Linked DNA regions of Mus musculus: region 1 is linked to region 2. Evidence: chromatin contacts called from public HiChIP or PLAC-seq data. All regions are on one chromosome and are shown on one strand. Each heading gives the region's core, a stretch centred on a gene start, on an enhancer-like site or on the middle of the called end of the contact. The rest is flanking DNA. Distances are from core to core; before and after follow the strand shown. Region 1 overlaps Runx1t1 (RUNX1 translocation partner 1). Region 2 holds the start of Cibar1 (CBY1 interacting BAR domain containing 1).

Region 1 (6,308 bases), core at 2,551-5,050, 1.6 Mb before region 2:
ACAGCAATAGAAACCCTAACTAACACACATAGATTACCTTTCGCTGAAGAAAATCACATTGGAAGAATCTTGGGCTAGCAAGAAACCTGAGGTTTTGCTCTGTTAGATGGTGTCTTAGATGGGTGATTCTAGACAAAATTAAAAGGTGGATTTAAGTTCAATATTGTTGTTGTATTTTTTGTTTACGTTCATTTCAGACCCTGCCTCAATTCATGTCATCTCCAAGAAATCTGGAACTTTATAATCCCTAGCTAAAACATCACAGGCTGTGACAGTGGAGTGTCATAGCATTCCCAAATGCTTCTAGGACTAAAATCATTTGGAGTTATTCATATCAGGGTGGTAAATAACAATGGTACATATATATATATATATATATATATATACATATATATATATATGTGTGTATATGTGTGTGTATATATATATATATATACACAGAGAGAGACAGACAGACAGAGACAGAGAGAGTCTCTTGATAAACAAACAAAAACCATGTCTTTGAACTGGATTGGGAGAAAGGGCCAGCAGATCAGATATATCTGAAGCCATCACCTCATGGATGTATAAACACAAAGCCCTCATCCAGAACATTATAATCCCTTAATGCAGCAACAAGAACAGATGCTGCCGGAAGTCTGCTCTGAGAGGACAGACACCTCAGGACCTTTCTAGACTTTTCCTTTCTCAAAACGCTTTGCCCTCCTTGAGCGGTGCTCGCCTGTCAACGCAGTTACTCAGAAGACAAGTGCAGGAAGACGGATGTCACTGCCCTGAGAAGCCACTGATTTATGGGGAAACAGAGGAGGGAAGGACAGACATCATCAGGTTAGGTAAAAGTAGCATGTTTTTGTCTGGTTTCCCTCTCTTCCTCTTCACCTAAGCACCTTGGGTGCTCCATTCCAGCTGCATTCCCAGTTAATAGTGCTGAAAGCACATCTTTCTCTGTCTTAACTTGAGGAACCATTGGCTAAAGTCTTGCATTGGACCTTCAGCAACCACAAAAGGACCCAGGACCTATGTACACTATGGTCACAGCCAGTTACAGGCAGTTCCTGTACATTGTGCACTCCCGTGCTTACAGATCACTCTCCTGACCATCCTAAATCAATCATGGTTTTCACACCTTTGTTTCTGTCACAATATTTAGAAAACTCAAAACTCTTTTAGACCCTTTTATCTGGATTTCAGAAAGCCTCTCACCTGTGGGCACTGCCTATCATAGTTTAGCAAAAGGTTCTATGCACCCGGCTTCATGAGTGAGAGAGGCAAGATGCTAACCCAACAGGATAACAATAGAGAGACAGTTTTCCTTTGACTTCCGCATAGGCACCATGACATGTGTACACCCACAACGTGAATGTTCACACACACTCACTAAAAGAACTCCAAAGAACATGAAAAAATAAAAAGAAATAAAGGGGGAAAAAGAAAAGAAAGAAGAAGAAAAAATCTGAATAGTCCATTGTAAGGCACACCTGACGTTCTTTAACCTCTTGTGATTAAAGAATTGGTTCAAGTTCAAAAATACAGTGAAATCTTATCTCAATAACAAAATCAAAACAACAAAAAAACAGAAAGTAACAGAGGCAGGCGGATTTCTGAGTTCGAGGCCAGCCTGGTCTACAAAGTGAGTTCCGGTATATATATGTGTGTGTGTGTGTGTGTGTGTGTGTGTGTGTGTGTATGTGTATATGTGTATGTGTATATACATATATATGTGTGTGTTTGTGCATGTGTGTGTGTGCACTGGTCATGCATATGTGTAAATATTTCTACATGCCTAATTATACCCTGTCTGTATAATGATACTTGTATGTATGCTTTTAGTTTTAGATAACCAATTAATCTGCTTTCTTTTTTTTATTTCTTTTGCTTTTGATATTATAATACATTTTATATAATGTTATACAGTATATAATTTAATAAAAAATATATAAATTATAGTTTATATAATATGTAATGTAATAATTACTTTAATACCCCTTTCCTTTCCTCCTCCTATGCTTGCCCATCTATCCTTCCACCCTTCCTTGGTATCTTTCGAATTCACAGCCTCTTTTTCCATTAATTGTTGTGCCACACATAACTATGTAACCCTGTCCCTTTGTTTTAGAGACATTTGACTCTATAAACCTCCCTAAGCAGTTTTTCTCCTTTCTTCTCTGGTTCTGAATTCTCCCTCTTCCTTCCTTCCCTCCTCGCCCCAGTCTCTTTGCATAATACACATTCCTACTGCTGGACCACTCCCAGGTTTCATTTCAGCAACTCCTAGTGACTTGAAATGAAGATTACCAGCAGACATGTACCTCGACTCACCAAGCCTGCGACCTAACTCCCAGTTAACTAAACTACTTCATCAATCAGACACCAAATAGTCCTGGAAGTTTAACACTGCACCTCCTCCTGAGTATTAATCGCCCATCTGAGCGATGGCAGCCAGTTGCCTAAATCCCAACCTATGGTCACACTAGACACCACTGTTTCTCATGCCGTAGGTATAAGGTAATAGGTCCCTTGAGACTTGTGTTTATTTATTGACACTTATAAACCTCAACTTCCTAGTCTGCTTTCTTCTCATGGGTTCTACATCATTCTGAGAGTCAAACCAGTAACATAGCTAAATATGGTAGTACATGCCTATAACCCTAACCCTAGGAAGACAGAATCAGGACACTCATAAGTTCTCCATAGTAAGTTCTAGGGCAGAGATGGATATATGTGGATATGTGTGTATTGTAAGTATATATCACATGTATATAAATAATATATATGATGTATAGTATATGTATATATGTAACATATATAAATAATATATATGTATATGTATTATACATCTATGTCTATTATATGCATTACTTATCTAAAAGCAAACAAAAAAGAGGGTGACAGATCTGAGTGTTAGAGTATTTTCCTAGCATGTCAAAGGCAAGGTCCTAACTCAATTCTCAGTTTTGGCTGATCATGGTGGCAACAGGTATTTTAAATTCTAGCACTTAGGATTTATAAGTAAGAAGGTCAGGAGGTCACAGCCATCCTCAGCTGCATTGCAAGTTTGAGTTTTAGGGCTTGTTGTATGACAAAACTCTTCCTATAGAGATGCAATGCTCAAGTTGACACACCCTAGATAGGGTATTCTTGGCAGGCAAATCCCAACCTGGTGAGTCAATGAGTTTTATTCGGATTATTTACAGGAATATGGGTCAGGAGTTACTTCCAGGAGCAGAATTGACTCAAAGAAACCTGCATCAGCAAGGCCCACCCCAGCTTGGGTCACAATTCACAAGGCTGGGAACACTGAATACAAGGCACACCCTGCAGGAAGCTCAACAGGTTGAAGAGTGTCTTTTGCAGGTGCCTCAGTAGGTCTGCACCTCTTCCAGGCAACTTGGATGGTTTTGCTTCTTCCACACAACTCATCTAGTCTCAGAGTCTTCACTGAAGCTTAGCTTCCGGAGAGCGACTCTCAGCTTTTATTGCTAACTCTGGCAGGGAGGAGCCTAGTGACTCTGGTCAGTTTCAGGGACATCCTTAAGCTACTTTGAATTGTTTATCTTCCCATTTAAAGAGGTTCCCTGCAGGATGGAATCTTTCAATCTCAGAGGAAACTGACACAATAGAGCTCCAGGGGGGCACTATCTGAGGCTAAAATGTAAAAAGATCACCAGGACTGCCAAATAAACAAGTAAAGCAACCCTTCTGGTTTAAAAGCATCTATTGGCTTTCTTTCCTACAACTGTCCTCTGCAAGCTAAGGGTGTGGTGTTCTATTGTTTGTCTACCTGGTACTTTCCACCATGCCAGCTGATGCCTGAACATTCCTTGACTTTCAAATGCACCAGAGAACTACTAAGAACAGGATCTTGCTAGAACCAGAGCGAACACCACCCCTTCAGTGAAGTTTCTCCTACTGACCCAACCCCATGTTCCAATCTCACGGCTGACCCTTCCTTTTGATTGTGTTCTGCTTTCTATGCACCTGTTAGCAAATTTCACATCATTTGCTACAAGTCTGTCGGTGAAGCTAAGTATCTGTCACTAAGTCAAAAACAAAAATCTTATGCCAGGAATGGACTCAAATCCCACTAAATAGGAGCTAAAGCTACATACTCCGGATGTGGACATTCTTTACCCACTCACACACACAGGAAAACGTCAGCAGCTGCTGACTAAATAAATGCTGCATGCCCACGTCCTCATGTGAGCACATTAAGATGTTTGGATTGAGGCATGTGTGTCAGAGAGATAAGGCTTAGGGAACCACTATATTGTCAATCATATTATAAGGGTATTCCCCTAGTCCCCCTTGCATCTATCTTTGTAGTTTGTATCAGATAAGTGACCCCCCCCAGACCTCAGTCTTGCCCACTTCCTGCATCTTTCACAAGGACACATGCTTCTTTGTACAAAATTGATGCATAAGTATGGAAAACAGGGTGTTCTAGGGAAGAATTTTAATCCACACTCTCAGACCTCTTTGCCAGCCTGATTATAGAGCAACCCACCCCTTCCAAAAAAAAAAAATCATTTCTCCAAAAAGTTAATTTTATTCAATTTTAAAATTATTTTAAGCAAACTGACATCCATTTTCTAAGATTAGCTGAGATATCCTCAAGTGTCCCCAAACTAACTTGGTGGAATCTCCTCGAAAAATGAGCGAGTCAAGCATACTTATGCCCTCCTGTGATCCCAGTGTTAGCATGGTGGAGGCAGGAGAGATCAGGAGGTCAAGGCCAGCTCCTGTTACATTGTGAGGAACAGAGGATAGCCTGGGCTACATGAGACCTTGCTACAAATAAAAAGCCACAATACCCCTTTTAAAATGAACAGCATAAGATGAACACCATAAGATGAACATCATAATATTTAACATAACATTCATTTAACATAACATGACATTCAGGACTGATGAGATGGCTCAGTGATTAAGAGTGCTGACTGTTCTTCCAGAGGTCCTGAGCTCAATTCCCAGCAACCACATGGTGGCTCATAACCATCTTTAAGAAGCTATGATGCCTTCTTCTGGTCTGTGGATATATGCAGCAGAACAATGATAAATTAAATAAATAAATAAAATTTAAAAAGGCAAACATAACATTTTAAATAAAAAGTACTATAATGATTTCATAGCTTTGTAGTAACAAACATATTGTATTATACTAAAGATGTTACATATGAAATTTTTTTAGTTATGTTTCCTTTGAAGTTTAAAAAGTCCTTATTAAAACAGTAATATTTAAATAATTATAATCATAAAAACCTTAAGTTGAACTTCAAATTTCTGAATTTTTCATCATTTTATTACATTCATTCTTAGATTAAAATTGTCAGATAGTGCTTGTTTACCTTATATAATTGTCAAGCTTTATGTAAGTGTAATCAAGAATAGACTACGTGATGGGTAAGGGGAATCATGGATGGATGAGTGGATGTATGGATGTGTGGGTGGATGTGTGGGTGGGCGGATGTGTGGGTGGGTGAGTGGGTTTATTCTCTTATAAGAAACTGGTAGAGATACAGGCAATACAGGACATGGCAGAGCAAAAGCCAAGTCTAGTCTCGGCTGTTGATAAAAGACCTTGATTGGCAGCTGTCATTCTCCACATTTTATGAGTGTGAAGACAAATGCGATTCCTGCAAATTCTCAGGAAAGGTGGCAATGGGGAGTCCACTGGAGACTAGGTTACAGAATCGATAGGGAAGCATGGCTCACAGGACCAAGAAGATGTTGAGTTGTCAGTGTTTCTGTCAGGTTTCTCAAGATGTGAAAACGTAAGCAGTGTGGAAGTTGTGAACAAAGTAAATCAAAACCCACTGTCCCTCATATATTCACCGAGAAAGTTCCTGAAGTTAGCTGGGAGATGCATTATCAACATCCCCTCGCCTCCTCTGCTTCACCAACCGCTCATGAAGCACTGTAGGTAAGGCCACCGAATACTCAAGAGGATCAGACCAAGGAAGCAGGGACAGAGAGACCAAATAAGCAGCAAGCAGATCTGGAAATGACCCCCAATTGTCTGAGCACAAAGTCTAGGCTTTCGGGGAGTGGATGGTTGTGATTTCAGGAGGTAGAGAGACTTGCCTGGAATTAATGATGCAGCCCAGAATCTGCTCAAATTCAGAAGAATCCTTTTGTGGTTGCTCTCCTAGGGTGGGGATTTCCCAGGTATGCATACGCATCACAATACCAGGCAAGGCCACCTTCTTTTCTGCTGCAATCAGCCCCCACCCCCCACCCCCTCACTGCAAGCCCGTGTTGTGCAAGCAAGGAGACTCGGGAGTCAATGGATTCTACCATGAGCATGCCAT
Region 2 (6,264 bases), core at 777-3,276:
AAACTCAAGAGGCATTCACATAAACATAATAAATAAATAAATAAATAAATAAATAAATAAATCTTTCAAAAATACTTCAGGCTGACAAGTGTATACAAATACATGTTGATTTGGTTCACAATTCTGGCTAGTAGCTCTGCTCTGATAGACTTCATATAGTGGATTTGGTCATGATGGTAGCAACAGGTATAGATGGAAAAAGTCACATCCAGGTGGGGTAAGACTCTGGTCTATAACCTTTCCAGAAACTAATAATAAGAGACTCAAAAAAACAAACAAACAAACAAACAAACAACCACACACACCTTAATCCCTTCCAAGAGCGGTAGTCTCCATGGCTTTTAGGCTGCTCTCTAAATGTCCACACCTCTCACCATACATTAAAGAGCAAACCAAGCCTCTGCGTCATGTACTCTTTGAGAACACTCAAACCATATTCAAATTGGCCAGTTCTGCTTCAGCCTTCAGGGTACTCAGGCACTGTTTTGCACTAGGCTGGATTGGAAAAAATGAAGAATCACCAGACAGGGTGGGTCCTGGGTCTGCAGGAACTCTGTTGGCTGGACGTTTTTCCAGAGTTACAGCTCTCTTTATTTGAGGAAAATAAGGGCTATATAAACCTTGGGTAGTGGGTAGGTATTTTTCAGGGTGAGTGTACATTATTGGTTGGTACTGAGGTACTGGGAATGCTTCATCTGCATGAAGAGGAATTCCAGGTGCTTAAGCCTGTAATGTAGCCACCAGGCTATGTGACTACCTCAATGGTGGTAGAGGTGTGGGTCACAAGGATACATGCACTACCATGGCATGCAGGCCCAGAACAAGGAGGGAGCAATTCTTACTCCTACTGGTCTTAAGATGAGCTTTTAGGGGGTGGGGTTGGACACATCTGGCTCCCTACCTCCCAATTGCAGAACTTATTTGCTCAGCACCATAGCATTTAGTGAAATTATACTGCTAGTAACAGACTCGCCACCTGGAAAGGCAGGAAAGAACCTAGCTGAACAGAACCAAAGAAGAACCATCTGTGTCGTTTACAGAATCCTAAACTGACTAGTGGAGTTGTGGAAGCCACTAGGCCTTATAATTTGTTTATACAACGAAACCTGACACGGTAGCACATTTCTGGGCTGTGTTATATGTGTTTGACTGTTTGGCTAGCTTTATCATTCCACCAAGGCTGTGAGCACTGTAAGAGCAAAGACTTTATTCTCAGAAATTATGGGCATTTGAGAAGTAGACAAAGCTTGAAGTTGGACCCCAAGTTCACTCGGAAGAGAAGACTCCCTCTCAGAAGCTAGAGGAAGGCTCTGGGTTATCTGTGACTCTTCCAATTGGGGAACCTTCATTCAGGCCCATACCTCGACTGGGTCTAACAATCTTTTTCACAAAGTAGAAACTCAGTTACCTGCAAGAGGGGGAACAGATGGCATTAAAGACCAGTAAAGATGAGGGAGTAAGCACTGGTGTGCTTTTTTTTCTGTTTCTGTTTTGTTGTTACTGTTCTTATTTTTATTGTTGTTATTGTTGTTTGTTTGTTTCTGTTTGGTTAATTTGACCAAAGTTAGAGTTACCCGAGAAGAGGGAACATTCAGAAAATGTCCCTATCAGATTGACCTGTAGGCTGTTTTCTTGATTGATGATTGACATGGAAGGGTAGACAGTATTGCCCCTGTGCAAGAGGTCCTGGGGTATATAAGAAAGTCAATCAAATAGGCCAGCCAGCAGTGTTGCTACATGGCCTCTGCTTCAATTCCTGCCTCCAGGTTCCTGCCCTGAGTTCCTTAAAGAACTGTGACTTGGGATATGTCAGCCAAAGAAATCCTTTCCTCCTCAACTTGATTTTTGTCGGGGTCTCATCACAGCTATAGAAATCTAACTTATAGAGCGGTTCTTTTCCAAAGGCAGCTTCCACGAGCCCACACGTTGTCTCATTCAACAGAGAAGCACAGGGACAAGCTTCGCATTAAGTCTGAACCCCGTTCACCTTTATTTTCCTGTACCCCTTCCGGTTGCTGGTGGGTTGGTTTTCCTCCTTCGCTCCCAGAAGCCTGGGAGGGCTAGAGAGCTGCAGGAGCTGAAGGAGGATGCTTGGTGTTCCCTCTGCCCCATGCCCTCTGGTCTCCCTTGCCCTGCTCTTGACCGCCGGGGCGCGCGCCGCGTCGCCACGGAAACGCCGGGCAGGCGGGGCGGCGCGCACTGCGCGCTCTCAGCTCCCGGTAGAAGTGGCGGCGTCGCCTGCTCCCGCGCGCCCTGGCGGCCCGGAGCCGCGCTCGTTGGGCTCCCATCCTGGGTCCCGGGCGGCGGGAAAGGCAAGATGTTGAGGCGCAATCTGGATGAGCGGTAACCGCCGGGGCCTCGTCGTGCAGGCTGCCCGAAGGAAAGGGCCGGGTGGGAGAGAGGAGCCGGGCCGAGGGCCTGGAAGCCGGTTGGGGCGGGAGGAGGCCGCACGGTCCCCGTGGCGCTCTGCAGTCCGTCCACCCGGATGAGGCGAGTGCCGGGCCGAGAGAGTCTCCCGGCCGATCGGTCCCCCTGAGCTGGGCCGGGCCCTGCCGCGGTACAGAGCCCGGGAGGCCGCAGGTGCCCAGGCCGCAGCAGCGCCGCCCCTTCTCGGCCCACCAGGCCCGGGCCCTTTCCCGGGCCTGCAAGGTTCTAGGCAGGACCAGAGCCTGCGTGAGGTCCTAGAGAAGGCGCGGGCCTCTGGAAGAGTTGGGAATGTTGCCCTTCAGGGCTTTAGGGAGGCCCGGGAATGTTTGCACGTAAAATTAACGGGGCACCTTCTTACTGTTTTAAGAACAGTGTTCTGTGTCTCCTTTTTCTAGAGATGCTCAAACAAAACAACTGCAGGATGCTGTCACAAATGTGGAGAAGCATTTTGGAGAGCTTTGCCAAATCTTTGCTGCTTATGTACGGAAAACTGCCAGGCTTCGAGACAAAGCCGACCTCCTAGTGAACGAAATCAACCTGTATGCCTCTACCGAGACACCAAATTTAAAGCAGGGTCTGAAAGACTTTGCTGATGAGTTTGCCAAACTTCAAGATTATCGCCAGGCAGAGGTATGAAGTGAGGTTCTGGTGTCATAGCCAAATTCCTACAAAGTGTGTAAAAATTGTGGACTTTTCGTTGTAACCTACCCAGCAGTGGTGAATGTACCCTTGATAAATGCCTTTCCTGTCTGTAACAGTGTGGGTTCGCTATATGGAACCTTTCTGTGACCTGATAGCTTTCAAACTAAACGTCAGGTGTGGTTGAAGTCTGAGTTTACCACTGCATTTGCCAACAGGGTAACAGGGAACATGCATCCAGAAAAGGTAACCTATATAGCAGTCGTGCAGAAGAAAAGCACCTGTATGGCCTGTGTGGGCCAAGTGCGTTTTAAAGAATGACTAGAAATGGAAATGCTGAAAATGACAAAATCACAAAGTACTAATAAATGGGCTACACGTTGCTGATTTTCCCATGGTTTGAAAGTCGAACGAAATCGGAAAGCTATGATTTATAACACAAGTGATACAGCTGAGAGGCTGGCTGTGTGTTTGCTTTGAGTGACCAGAGCTTTGCTCTTGGGAGATCTTTCTAAAATACAGTCTTTTCTTAATACTGCATAAGCGTTTTCACTTACTTCTTATAGGTACCAGTTAACATAGTTGGCTCGTTCAAATTCCATTGCTTTTTTTTTTACTTTTGTAACAAGCCCCATTGATCTTTCTTATGCTTAAAGCCTAAAACAAATTTTCACTTACTGAAAATTAAAAAGAGAAATAATCTATGAAGTTATCATCATCATGTATATAAAACTCGAATACTAATCCCCTGGGGATAACTATAAGAAAAATGTTGAGTTCTTGGCATACATTTCTTCTATAACAAGAAATACTCAGTTATACATGGTAACTGGAGATGTAATGTTTCAGAAATAGTTTTTATTCACAGATAATCCTAAAGTCCTATTTTACCAATAAGTTCCCCTTTCTAGAAAAATTTTATGCTAGTTATCAAATAGCAAAGTGGATTGATTTGCGTTTGCTCTGCTCTGTTTCCCTGCTTACCAAATGGTGGAGATGCTAATGAACATGGCAAAGGTAGGCAAGGGAAAGACAAGGGAAGCTGTTAGGACAGACACGGATAGACCTCACAGTGTGTGGTAGTAGAGCTGGTGGACATTAGACTGGCCCGAGGAGTCATAACATTGATCTTAAAATTCTGAAATTTAAATGATTATTTTTTACATTTTCCAAAACTCTTTTAAAGTGAAACATCCATATGACATCATTTCCAAACACTAAAGAACTAACATGAAATGAAATGAAATGAAATGAAATGATTAGGTAAACATTTACCATTGTAAAAAGCATTTTATTTGCTGTAAAATGTTTGTTTTAAGCAATAGATGTCATTTGCTTGCCCACCCTGGCAAAGTCTCAGTGCCTCATCATTTTCTTGTTATATGTATTGGTATAACATTTTTCCTTCAGTTCCTTTTACTAGTGTTATTAAAAGAATTGCTATTACTTTGTGATGAAAATTTAATGAGTTTGAGAAACTATTTAATTATAGATAAAAAGAGATCAGGTGTACAGTTTGGCAGATCAGCAACACTAAGCCCATTTATCTTGTTCTCTGGGCTTTGATACATTATAAGTGACTGTTTAAAACAATTCGGCTAATACAATAATTCCTAAGCTGTTTGCTCTTTAGGGTTGTGTTCCTTTAAATGTTCCTAACAACACTGTATTTTTCAGCTTTTAATTTTTCTGGGCAGTTAAGCTATATGGATTAGGGGTCCATGTCTGTAATGTCTGACAGGGTGTGCTTGAGCACATAGCAATAGCAGCTGCACTCCTTAAACCTCCTGAAAGCTGTAACTACACTGCAACTTAAGATTTCAAAACTGCTTATCTATATTGTATTGATCTCAGATTAAACAGCATAGATCTTTATTTCAGGATTTAAATTTTGGTATTTCTATGTTTCTTTTCAGTTATATTTTATATAATTTTCAATAGGTTGAAAGACTTGAAGCCAAAGTAGTTGAACCTTTGAAAGCTTATGGGACCATTGTAAAGATGAAGCGAGTAAGTCAGCCCATTTTCTTATCCACTTGGTATTATGGAAAAGGTATGAGGTTTTGTCTTTTTCATAACAAATAAAAATTAACATACAGTTATTCTTTTTATATCCTTTGAAAAAGATTTTCTTAGATCTTTAAAAATAATGAACCATTCTTACCAAGCTTGCTGAGTTTATTAATATTCTATCTAGCAATAAAAATCATTATTGTGGAAATATTTAAAATATGTGATGAATATGTTTCTATTTTTTTGTTTTAAAGATGGTGACTTGTATTTTTAAAATCTGACATACTGCCTTTGAAATCAACTTAGAGTAAAATTTATACAAAATAAAAGTATTATTTTTCAGTGTTTGGTTTTTATACATCATGTAAGCATCACCAGAACCAATATTATAGTCGTTTGTATGACTCATCTTCCATTCATATTGTGTCTTATTTTGAGAAAATATCAATGAAATGCACAGGCTCTCATGTGTATACACACACACACACACACACACACACACACACACACACCTCTACAGTACTCATAACTTGTATGCTCACAGTGCCAGGATCAAACAAATATTCTTCCATTCTTAAGAGAGAATGTTTTATTTCTTAAGTTAGAAAGTTTTATTAAGAAAAATGCTTGTTTACAGGATGATCTCAAAGCAACATTAACAGCAAGGAATCGAGAAGCCAAACAGCTATCTCAGTTAGAAAGGACACGCCAGCGAAACCCATCTGATCGACATGTAATTGTATCCTTTGGATTTTGGTCTTTAAAACAAAAAGGTTTTGTGGGGTATGCAGTACAAAAGTAAATGTGTATGGAAATTATACATCTCTAGTTCTAAGTTGGGAATTTTCCTGTCAGTGGCAAAACGAATCCCATTAGGAATCCTCACTGGAGAAACAGGGCATCTTAGAGCAGCCCCACCTCCTCACCCAGTCTGTTTGCTCCTCCTGACAGACGACCCCCAGTCCATTCAGAAACGTTGATGTCTTTAGGGTAAATTAAAAAGTAAATGCTAATGTCTCAGTGCCCTTACCTGCAGTACTTTTAAGGAAGGGGGGAAATTTTCCTACAATGTCCTTCATTAAAACAAAAACAAACAAAAAAAAAACATGAAATCATAGTGATAACTTTTAGTCAAACCTTCAGGAGATTTCAGTATAATTAAGCTCATAGCAAGGCACATGGTAT

What was found. HiChIP or PLAC-seq counts read pairs in DNA pulled down with a chosen protein or histone mark.
Region 1: an H3K27ac HiChIP or PLAC-seq map of embryonic stem cells shows a contact between it and region 2, with 8 times the contacts expected there. The contact joins the enhancer-like site here to the promoter of Cibar1 in region 2. A contact is called at or near these places in 7 of 39 promoter capture datasets (the 3T3-L1 cell line, cranial neural crest, embryonic stem cells and 3 more), 3 of 115 datasets of contacts at active chromatin or transcription factors (bone marrow-derived dendritic cells and embryonic stem cells) and 1 of 9 other capture datasets (adipose tissue).

The regions. Positions count from the first base shown.
Region 1 is chr4:13,803,848-13,810,155 of GRCm38.p6, reverse strand. All of the region lies in intron 1 of Runx1t1 (RUNX1 translocation partner 1), which reads right to left. Among named protein-coding and RNA genes, the nearest start is that of Runx1t1, 22 kb to the right of the region's middle. Within about 2 kb of position 3,800, at least 10 of the 459 cell types and tissues checked have an H3K27ac peak or open chromatin away from gene starts, as enhancers often do. A contact at or near this core is called in embryonic stem cells, where this site is marked.
Region 2 is chr4:12,167,777-12,174,040 of GRCm38.p6, reverse strand. Cibar1 (CBY1 interacting BAR domain containing 1) reads left to right here and starts at 2,026. Exons shown (of 9, transcript NM_026558.5): 1 at 2,026-2,343; 2 at 2,823-3,057; 3 at 5,008-5,076; 4 at 5,717-5,818. The coding sequence starts at 2,111. Gm46846 (a long non-coding RNA gene) reads right to left here and starts at 8. Exons shown (of 2, transcript XR_001784247.2): 1 at 1-8.